Linked DNA regions of Gossypium arboreum: region 2 is linked to region 1. The links are chromatin contacts, called in public Hi-C maps. All regions are on one chromosome and are shown on one strand. Each heading gives the region's core, a stretch centred on a gene start, on an enhancer-like site or on the middle of the called end of the contact. The rest is flanking DNA. Distances are from core to core; before and after follow the strand shown. Region 1 holds the start of LOC108453678. Region 2 overlaps LOC108453111 (PWWP domain-containing protein 1).

Region 1 (4,910 bases), core at 1,296-3,795:
TACTGATTCATCAATGACGTCTTACCCACCCTGAAATTGATAATAACCCATTAATCAAACAAATTTTAAGAAATCCAAAAATTCATCGTTTTAGTTGTAAAAAGAAAAAGCCATAGAAATTGAAATTGAGAACGACATACCCGCTATCGCCGAGAACAATGACCTTGAGCAAGGTTCGTCTTCGCATTGCCATGGCGGTAAAATTAACGGCAACAATTTGGTTTTGATTTATTAGATTTGATTTACCTTTTTTTTTATAAAAAAAAAAAACTTAATTATCACGCCTTTGAATTCTTTTGGGGTGCTTTAAATTTATTGGTACAGCTCTATGGATTTACCTAATATATTTGTAAAAGCTATTGAAAAGAAATTTCCTTTTTTTTTTCCTTCTTTACTTTGCTCCCTTTTCTGCACTAGAAAATTTTTTTTCCTTTTGGCTGAAAAGAAGCGCCAAATTTCCATTTCTTTTTCCATATTACTAGGTGAAATTATGGTTTTTTTTTCTGCATATTGTATTTAATTTAGTTTTTATATTTAATTTAAAATAATTTATTCTTTTATGAAATTAACAAAAATGTTTATTTTTAATATTTAAGGAATATTATTTTGAAGATATTTTTGTTTGTTTATATTTTTATACTAAGTTTAAAAATTTATAATGATTTATTTGACTCACAATGCTAAAAATCCTTAAGCATTCTTTTATTCAATTTTATGAAAAAATTATTTTAATCATTTATTTAATTTTTTAGCTATTAAACTTGTATTGTTTATCAAATTATCTAAAATAGATAATAAAAAAAATCTAATATTTGTTGATTTTACTGATGTAGCATTCATGTGGCAATCTACTTGTATGCTATGTTAGTAATTAATTAATGTTTTAAAATTAAAATATCAAAATGTATTTTTATATATATTTTAAATATTTTTATATATTTAAAATTAATTAATTTTAAAAATTAATTAATTATTGATTTGACATTTACTTGACAATCCATGTATAAAATTAACAAATGTAAATATTTTTTATCTATTTTTAAAGAATTTGACAAACAGATAAATTTAAACACTAAAACAGATACAAAATTAAATTGAAAACTAATTTTTTTAAAAAGTTGGAAACACCAAATAAGTAATTATATCTTTAAAAATACATGCACATAATAAAAATAAAGTCTAAAACATCATTATATTCATTATCTCAAATTTACCATTTTAATTAAAATTTTTCAAATTTTTATAAATTTATTATATCATTTTTTCACCCATGTAATATAATCTAATTATTTATAGTAAATTTTATTTAAATCACTGAAATTATTAAAAAGTTTTGTTAATCGGCTACTGTGGAATTCCTTTTATAATCTTTAAAATAATTTAATAACGATAACTATTTTAATAACCATAATTTCAATTTTCAAAACACATAATAACTATTATAATTGTACTTCTTGTAATATATGTTTGTAAACTTTAAATAGAATTATGCCACTAGAGCCTTAATATGGTTCGGGTAAGCTCATGAGAAAATTAGTGATTTTGTATGGTTTAATTTAATAAATTATTGAAGATTATAAAATAAAAGATGTTTAAAAATTTAATTTAATTAATTTAATATCAATTTTGAATTAATTCCTTACAATTTTTAATTTTTAATCTGATCGATTGATCTAATCTAATTTAAACAATCATATGTCTAGAGACTAATTTTAGGATGGGGAGACAAAGATTTTGGCCTCTCAAAAATAAAATAAAAATCAATTTAGTCTTATTATAAATAGAAAATTTATAAATTAATTTTAGTGAAATTATATTTTGGTCTTCTTAAATTGAAAAATTTTCAATTCAATCCTCTTATAAATAGAAAATTATAAATTAATATATAAAAAATTACATTTTAACCCTCCTAAAAATAAAAAATTTCTATTTAATACCTTAAAAGATGATGAATACATGATAAATTTATAATTTTTTAATGAAAAATTATAATTAAAATCTTGTCGCTCGTTGAAGAAATTCTAAATTCAGCCGGGAGCATGCAGCTCAAACAAATCATACCGCCTTGCAGATGCTGTATCTCCAGCCTAATAAAACAAATTTGTGATCAGTGGGATTGGATAGACAATGAACCTGTTCTGTACAAGTTCTTAATCACCCATACATAATGCTTCCATGGCATCATATGCACTACCCTTAATACAATGACATTATAAACAATCTACCCTCCAATCAAAACATACCACCAACTAGTTGCTTATTAAGCTTGGTTAAACAAGGAAAAATAATATTTCAGAAGAAAAAAAAAGCATTTGAGGGTTCGGCTCATGGAAATATATCTTTCATAAATTAAAAATAATAAAAAGAATTATTATATTTTTATTTCACAAATAATTTTAAAAAATTTATTTTTTATATTTTATTATACAACCAAATAATTTTCTATAAATGGGAAATAAAAAATACACCTAGTATCAAAGACTAATGTCTATTTATATTACTCTAATTTAATTTTATATTTTCCTTTTAAAAGATAATTTACAACATTCTAGTATTTAAATATCACTATTTATTGGCGAAAAAACTCGAATACGAAGTCGGATAACAATATCGGTGTTGCGGTACACTGACTACAAATAGTATCCTTCTGATCATCTCTCTCTTCCTGAGAGCCAAACGATGGCTGGTATTCCGATCAGATTCGGAATCATTGGGTGTGCCGAGATAGCCCGCAAAGTTTCTCGAGCTATCCAGCTTGCTCCTAACGCCACTGTCTCCGCCGTTGCCAGCCGCTCCTTCGACAAAGCCGCCAATTTCGCCAAGGCTAATGGCTTCCCACCTGACACCAAGATCTACGGCTCCTACGAGTCCCTTCTTGACGACCCCGACATCGACGCCGTTTATTTGCCTTTACCCACTAGCCTCCACCTCAAATGGGCTGTTTTGACGGCTCAGAAAAAGAAGCATCTGCTCACGGAGAAGCCCGTCGCCTTGAGCGTGGCCGAGTTTGATCAGATTCTAAAGGCTTGTGAAGAAAACGGGGTTCAGATTATGGACGGTACCATGTGGGTGCATAATCCCAGAACCCATAAAATGAAGCAGTTTTTAAACGACAAGGAGCAGTTTGGTCAGCTTAGAACGGTAAATACATTACGGGGTTCTGCTCATTTTAAGGTTTTTTCTTTTGTTTATGTAGTTCACCACTTTCCTGCTAGGCCATAGGAGATAGTTTAAAGCTCAATTTAAGGTGTCATATGCCTTATCATTTTAATATGTTAGGCAATGGAATGGCGTCATCTTCTTAATATCTATGAATATCCGATTCTGTAGGTGTATCTTGCCTTTCTAAATATTAGCAGCTTGTTTTACTTTAGAAATTGTATGTCTTTGTTTGGATGATCCTGTTAGATATTGTTTTTTTTTTTTACTCAATTTAAAATGGGTTCTGTAGAGATGTGAAGAAGAGTTTGGTAAGATATGGGGTTAATGAGACAAAGGAAGCATAGAAATTGGGTTTTGTTTTAGGGCTCGGGTTTAATATTTGTCTATCGGTGCTTTGTGCTATTTGTCATCTTTATGATTATAGTATATGTTTCTCTGTCATCCATGTATGTAGGCAATTAATTAAGCCCATTAAATATAGCCTCTTGTGTGAATGAGTTGATGTCATAGATCCTATATTATTGTTCGTCCAGAACCTAGTGCTTTTCTTGAACTCCTCTTCAACTGAGCTTGTTATTGTTAAAACATGAAACACTTGTCCTCAATGAATCAGAGCCTAGTTCCTTGTTGGACTGTGATTCGTTTATTTCTGTTGCGGGTTGTTTGGATTGTTTCGGGATGGAAAATCTAAAAACTTGTTGGTTTTAGATGGAGAAGAAAAACAAAACAGTACCGATGATCTAGATATGTGAATGTTCATTGTACCCAGTGATATGAACTTTCCTTTACCAACGAAGTGATATGAAGTTTTGAGTTTTTATAGCCACTGGAAATAAGCTTGCTTGTCTTTGTACTAAGGGTTTTGTAAAGGATAAAATAAATGAATGGAGATAATATTTCATTCTGAAGTAGAGCTTACAATAATGGCTCAAGAGCACAACCTTTAAGATACAGTTGCTTAGCATTTTCATAAGTTCCTATAAATTCACAGAAGCCTTATAGTTATATATGCACATATATATGTGTATGCATTTTGTTTGTGTATGAAAAAGAGAAGTATTGTTTGTATGCTTGCATTTGGATGTTTGCAAAACACTCAGCCTTCCAATGTCTGAACCTACTCCTTTAGCACTCTTATCCTACGTTTGGTAGGAGTATTATTTTTTACATATGTTTTAGCATATGAGTTAGCAGTAAACTAATTCAATTGGTACTAGTTATCCACTCCCATGAATTCTTTTTAGTAAAGGGAATGGAAAATATTTCGTTTATTTTGAAGAAGTCTTATTTTTTACAAGAGTTTTTACTTATCTTTCTGATTTCAAGTTTAAATTTGTATTAACTATTTTTTATTTTATGTTTAACTATTGTAATACATATGTAATAAATAAGATTTTTACTAATGTTATTACACTAGTAGCCAAACGGAGCATTAATGTTTATCGCCATTTGTGAGATTAGTTGCTGCTGTTTCACATGAACTATTACTTATACAATGATAAAATTTATCTGGAGTGAATTCAAAACTTTTGTGGTTCCCTTCAGCTAGATTTTTGAAAGAACCTAGTTCATGGTAAAGCCTGTTTGAGATAGACTTGCAGTGATATATTTTATTTCAATTGTTGCTATTAATGTCCAAAGATTGGTACACTTCCACAAAGTATGCCTGAATAAGGCATAAATATGTGGTAAAATGGCATATCTGACGGGTTTTGAAGAGAGATACAGGACACAATGTTGAGTGTATG
Region 2 (4,910 bases), core at 1,700-4,199, 130 kb after region 1:
GTTAAATTGACCTAAATGCATGTTTGATTTGTTATTTATTGCATGCCATGTTCTTATTATCTGGTGCATGGGACCGGGATATTGACGAGGAAGTATCGAAAGTGGCTTGTCCACGTCTTGGAGGCTTTGCCTCAATTCTATCGATAACCGAGCAAACAAGGTCGCATCTGTGGAGTGTTAAATGGGTGGGTTGAGCTATTCCCCACATGGAGTGTATGGCTGGTACGGGTGGAGTGTAGTGGTTGGTGGGTTGAGTAGTCTCCCAAATGGGCTTGCATATGTTTACTTGATGTTGCATGTATTTTGAAATGGGCCTATGGGCCATCATTGTTATCTGAATAAGGGCTAAGGCCCGTTTATTGTAATTTGAAAGGGCTCGCCCAAGATTACCATTGTTACTGAATGGGCTTAGGCCCAATAGGCTTGAGCTGACTTGGGCTTTGAAGGGGTTTCCTTACACACCGAGTTTCCCCAAACTCACCATTTTATTTTCATCCACGCAGAAATCCCCAACCATAGTGGGCTTGGAGTCGTGAGGGAATTGAGTGGCCACCCGCTTTGAAAGTTTGATTTTCTTCCGTGAATGGACATCCTTTTAATTACGTTTGAGGTTTTGGGCTTTTAAATGTAATAAGGCCGCTTATTTATTTTTGATGGTTTTAATATGTATTACTAAGATAGGTATTACTTATTTTAACTGTTGAAACTGGATAGCTTTAGGCGCATTTTCAAAAACAACAGTTGATTTCAAAATAACACGACAACAAGCAAAGCTTCGCAATGAAAGTATTTTCCAAAATTAATCACTTTTCCTAAAATGGCTTAATCAAATCGGTTTCTAGAAATATCCATGACGTTAAGGTGTGGCAATGGCGGATGCATGTCTAGGATTGGATCCGAAGGAGCTTGGTATTAAGCGGTCCGATGGACTCACCACCTCTTTTCCGGTTTCCTACCGGTGCATGACTTCCATTCACTTTAACCCTTAATGAATTAATCTTTTGAACATTAAGTACGATTTTCTGGACTTAGAATGGATTTTTTTTTTTAACGTTTTTGATGTGGCATGCCGGATCCGGCCATAACTTCTGGGCCGGGTTTGGGGTGCTACATGGCAAGCCATCATTTCTTTTTCGTTGAAGCAGATAAATATGTTCATACAAAATTTATTGGTAGTGACTGTGTGATCATATGCTTGTATGCAAATGATATGCTTGTTTTCAGTACTAGTTATGAGTTAATATTTGAAATAAAGTGTTTTCTTGCTTCTAAATTTGACATGAACAATATGAGTAAGACAAATGTTATATTGAGTGCTAAAATCATAAGGAAAAGTGATAATATAATGTTATCACAAAAATATTATGTTGAGAAACTTTTAGAAAAATTAGACATTTTGATGTCAAATTAGTGAATGCTTATGATGCTAATACTCAATTAAAAAATAGAGGTGACCCTATTGCTCTATCTAAATATGAGCATATCATTAAAAGTTAGATGCATTTAATAAATTTTACTCGACATAATATAACATATATTGTACGTAGATTGAACAGATACATACATAGTCCAAATCATGAGCATTAGTCTAGCTAATGAGATATTTAAAAGGTACTATGAATTATGTTATTTAGTTTAGTGGATTTCCTACTATATTGGAAGGATAAAGTGATGCTAATTAGATCTAAATTCAAATTAGGCAAAATCTACTAGTGGTGATTTGTTCACCCTTAGTAGTGGCAACTAATTCTATCATGAAATAATAATTTACTACTTTAGAGTTGGTGGGTAAGGAGGTTGAATGGTTAAAAAATTCTTAAAAAATATTTCATTTGGTACAAAACCAATACCTTTTGTGTCATTACATTGTGATTGCTAATTGACAGTAATCATTGCAAGAATAAAAGTTTCAATGGTAAAAATAGACATATTTCTATGAGACATAATGTGATAAAATAATTGCAAAAAAATGAAGTCATATCCCTTGATTATGTGAAGTGAAAAGTGAATTTGGACCATCCTCTAACTATACATGTAGGAAGAAAAACTAATAAATGAAACATTAAGGGAAACAACAATGTTGGTAACCTAATCTATGAGATTGTGATCCTATGAATTAGGTTATGAGATTGTGATCCTATGAATTAGGTTCATATGACTAACAAGTCATTAGTTTATTCTTTGAGCACTACTATGAATTAGGTTCATATGACTAACAAGTCATTAGTTTATTCTTTGAGCACTACAAAATCATGTTATTCCTATAGTGTAAATAGTGTTAAAATTGCAAAGAAAGTGAGGATGAATAAACTCTTACTAAAATTCGTATCTTTTATAGGTAGCACATTAATCTACAATATACATTTGATGAATTGATTTATATGAGTGTGAAGTGAGCTCGCTTTTATGATATTTTTTAAAAAAGTCTTTAAAGTAATCATTAAAATCTAGGTGCATACATGGTTTATTAGTGCACAACTGTATTGAAGAACAAAATTATGAATATAATATGATTAATGAGAATTTTAACTTAGATGATAGAATTTTTATTCATTGAAGACACCATAATCAACAAAGAACTCTACAATAGGCTTTCCATTTTTTTTTTTTATGAAATATATGGAGAATTGTTGAAAATTAAGGGTATTTCAAAATAACTTTATGTCGCATCCATTAGATAAACCTTTTTGCCTTTTGTCTATATGATAATAATTTATTGGGTTTGTACGACCTTATGGAAAGGAGGGTTCGCGTGCACGAGAACTGGGCTCAGCAACATTTTGACTAACCTTACTTTGAGGGCTATGTATATCATGCACTGGCAACATTTTAAAACTGTACCGAACAATAACTCCTCCCTCGTGCATTACTTGATGAGTGTTAGTTCGTTACTATTTTTTGTTAAAATAGAAGAGCTTATTGGATACTGAAGAATACTCGTTACTGTTCTACACACCTTAAATTTTAGTGCTCTAATTTTTAGATTTCATTTTTTGTTTACTTTTTATAACGATGTAAGTGTTCAAGAACACTGGGCGTAAACCTTGTTTTAATGAAAAGAATAAAACTTTTTAAAATTTTGCTCAGTGCCTATTTTGATTGCCCAATAATATTGAATTCTCCACGGCTTGAGCTTATGGACTGATTCCAAAAAGAATTAAACAGATAAAGGTGTTAGAACAATATAAGCAGGCCACAATCCAATTCTAAAAGGGCCAAGCAACCAGTGTATGATCAAGTGTCATCATTAGAGTAAGCCCTCTGACATAACGCTACCAAGCAGTCTGAGATTGCCAAGTGAAAAACTGGCCCTGGAACCAGGTATAAAGATCTTATAAGTACGTTACATCACCCCCCTTTAACCTTTAATAGCTGTGCTCTTTGCTTTTGCCTTACCATTATCCGTCCCAATTCCGAATCCTAGTTTCTTGTAAGAGCATTGTCCAGCAAAGCCCAGCCTACCTAACCCAAACCAGCATATCAACAATGCTGAAAGCATGGAATAAGATGGATTCACATCATTGTCTACTCTTGTTTGGTGGGACATGAGGTGATTCGTCTTTTCCTATCTAAATCTATGTTTTTGGATTTTAAGAAAATGCACCAAACTATAAGAAATATAGTCCCACCATTTCTAGTTTGGATAATGCTTTTTCTGGTAAGGAAGATTTCAAAATAAAAGCAAGCTGATAAAAAAATTTGAATAAATGCAAGAATCAATATTGAAAATCGGGTTGGCCAATTGTCATTTGATTTCGAATTTAACCACTGGACAGTACATATAGATATTTGTGTCCATTTACTTTCGTAATTTATCTGTTGTACGAGTTGAATGAAATCACCTACGAAATTAGAACACAAGAAAGACACGTTTACTAATTCATTACTCGTCACAAAAAAAAGAAAACACAGACAAGCAGTTCAATTGGGGGGAGGGGGAAGTAGAAAGGCTATAAAAAGACAGCACAGGGGACTTTGAAAACCGGTACAAACTGGAAGCACCCAGCAATACATTTTCCAACAAAGAGTACATAAAATTATAAACCCACAAATGGGATTTTCTCGATTGCACTCTCTTTAAACCCCGTCGCACTTGTGGTACATTTGCTGCGAAAATCAGAATCATGCTTTCGTCGCAGCAGCATTGGGGAGAAACGGTATCATCTCTTCGATTTTGATCCAACATTTATTTGGGTCGCCCTTTGTTTAATCAAAGAGGATGATAAGGCACATAGCCCAACATGCTCGTTACGTTTGTTACGACATCGTTGCACTTTGTCAGGAGGCTTAGCATCTGCTGTGAAATATCCATGCTTGTTGTACTACTAGCTGGTAGGGTGGTGGTTTGAGTATTAAGATTGTGAACATTTCTGGGAGCCACTTCGGTGGGGGCTTTCCCAAATTGAGGAATAGGGGGATTAACAGGAAACGAAGACGAAGATTGAGGAATGACCTTTTGAATGTTCTTAGTATTAAATTCCATTGCAACAGAAGGTGCAGCAGTATCACCAAAACTGGGATTGTTGTTGAAGTTGTTTCTATTACCAACCATCAATTGATCTCCCCTACTAGTTTCTTCCCCACCCAACATGAATTTTACACGCGCTGTACCTCTACCTCCATTACCTCCACTTGCCTGCCCTGCCTCTTCACTTGTTGATTTCTTCAAGCAGGACTTCAGCTGGACCGTCGTTTGTGGAAGTGGCTGGTGTGCAACCACCGGTGCTGCTGGTCTTTCAACCACAGGATCCTTAACTCGTATGGTTTCACTGCCAGTCTCGTCTCCTCGTGCCTTGTCAGAATCTAGTGCTTCAGCTGTAGGAGCTTCCACACTTCGAAGATGGTATCTCACGTTCACATTGCCAAATAGGGAGTTGGTTCCATTAGCATATCTATATGCAGCCTGAGCA

Evidence for each region. Hi-C and Micro-C count contacts between places; a contact is called where the count stands out from the background.
Region 2: a Hi-C map of leaf shows a contact between it and region 1, with 4 times the contacts expected there. The contact joins the enhancer-like site here to the promoter of LOC108453678 in region 1. A contact is called at or near these places in 2 of 5 Hi-C or Micro-C datasets (both in leaf).

What each region holds. Positions count from the first base shown.
Region 1 is chr5:27,465,879-27,470,788 of ASM2569848v2, forward strand. It overlaps LOC108453678, which reads left to right and starts at 2,546. Exons shown (of 2, transcript XM_017751930.2): 1 at 2,546-3,141. The coding sequence starts at 2,680. It also overlaps the pseudogene LOC108450444.
Region 2 is chr5:27,593,567-27,598,476 of ASM2569848v2, forward strand. LOC108453111 (PWWP domain-containing protein 1) reads right to left here. Exons shown (of 3, transcript XM_017751039.2): 3 at 3,851-4,910. The coding sequence ends at 4,211. Among protein-coding and RNA genes, the nearest start is that of LOC108453111, 6.5 kb to the right of the region's middle. Within about 2 kb of position 2,950, at least 2 of the 2 cell types and tissues checked have an H3K27ac peak or open chromatin away from gene starts, as enhancers often do. A contact at or near this core is called in leaf, where this site is marked.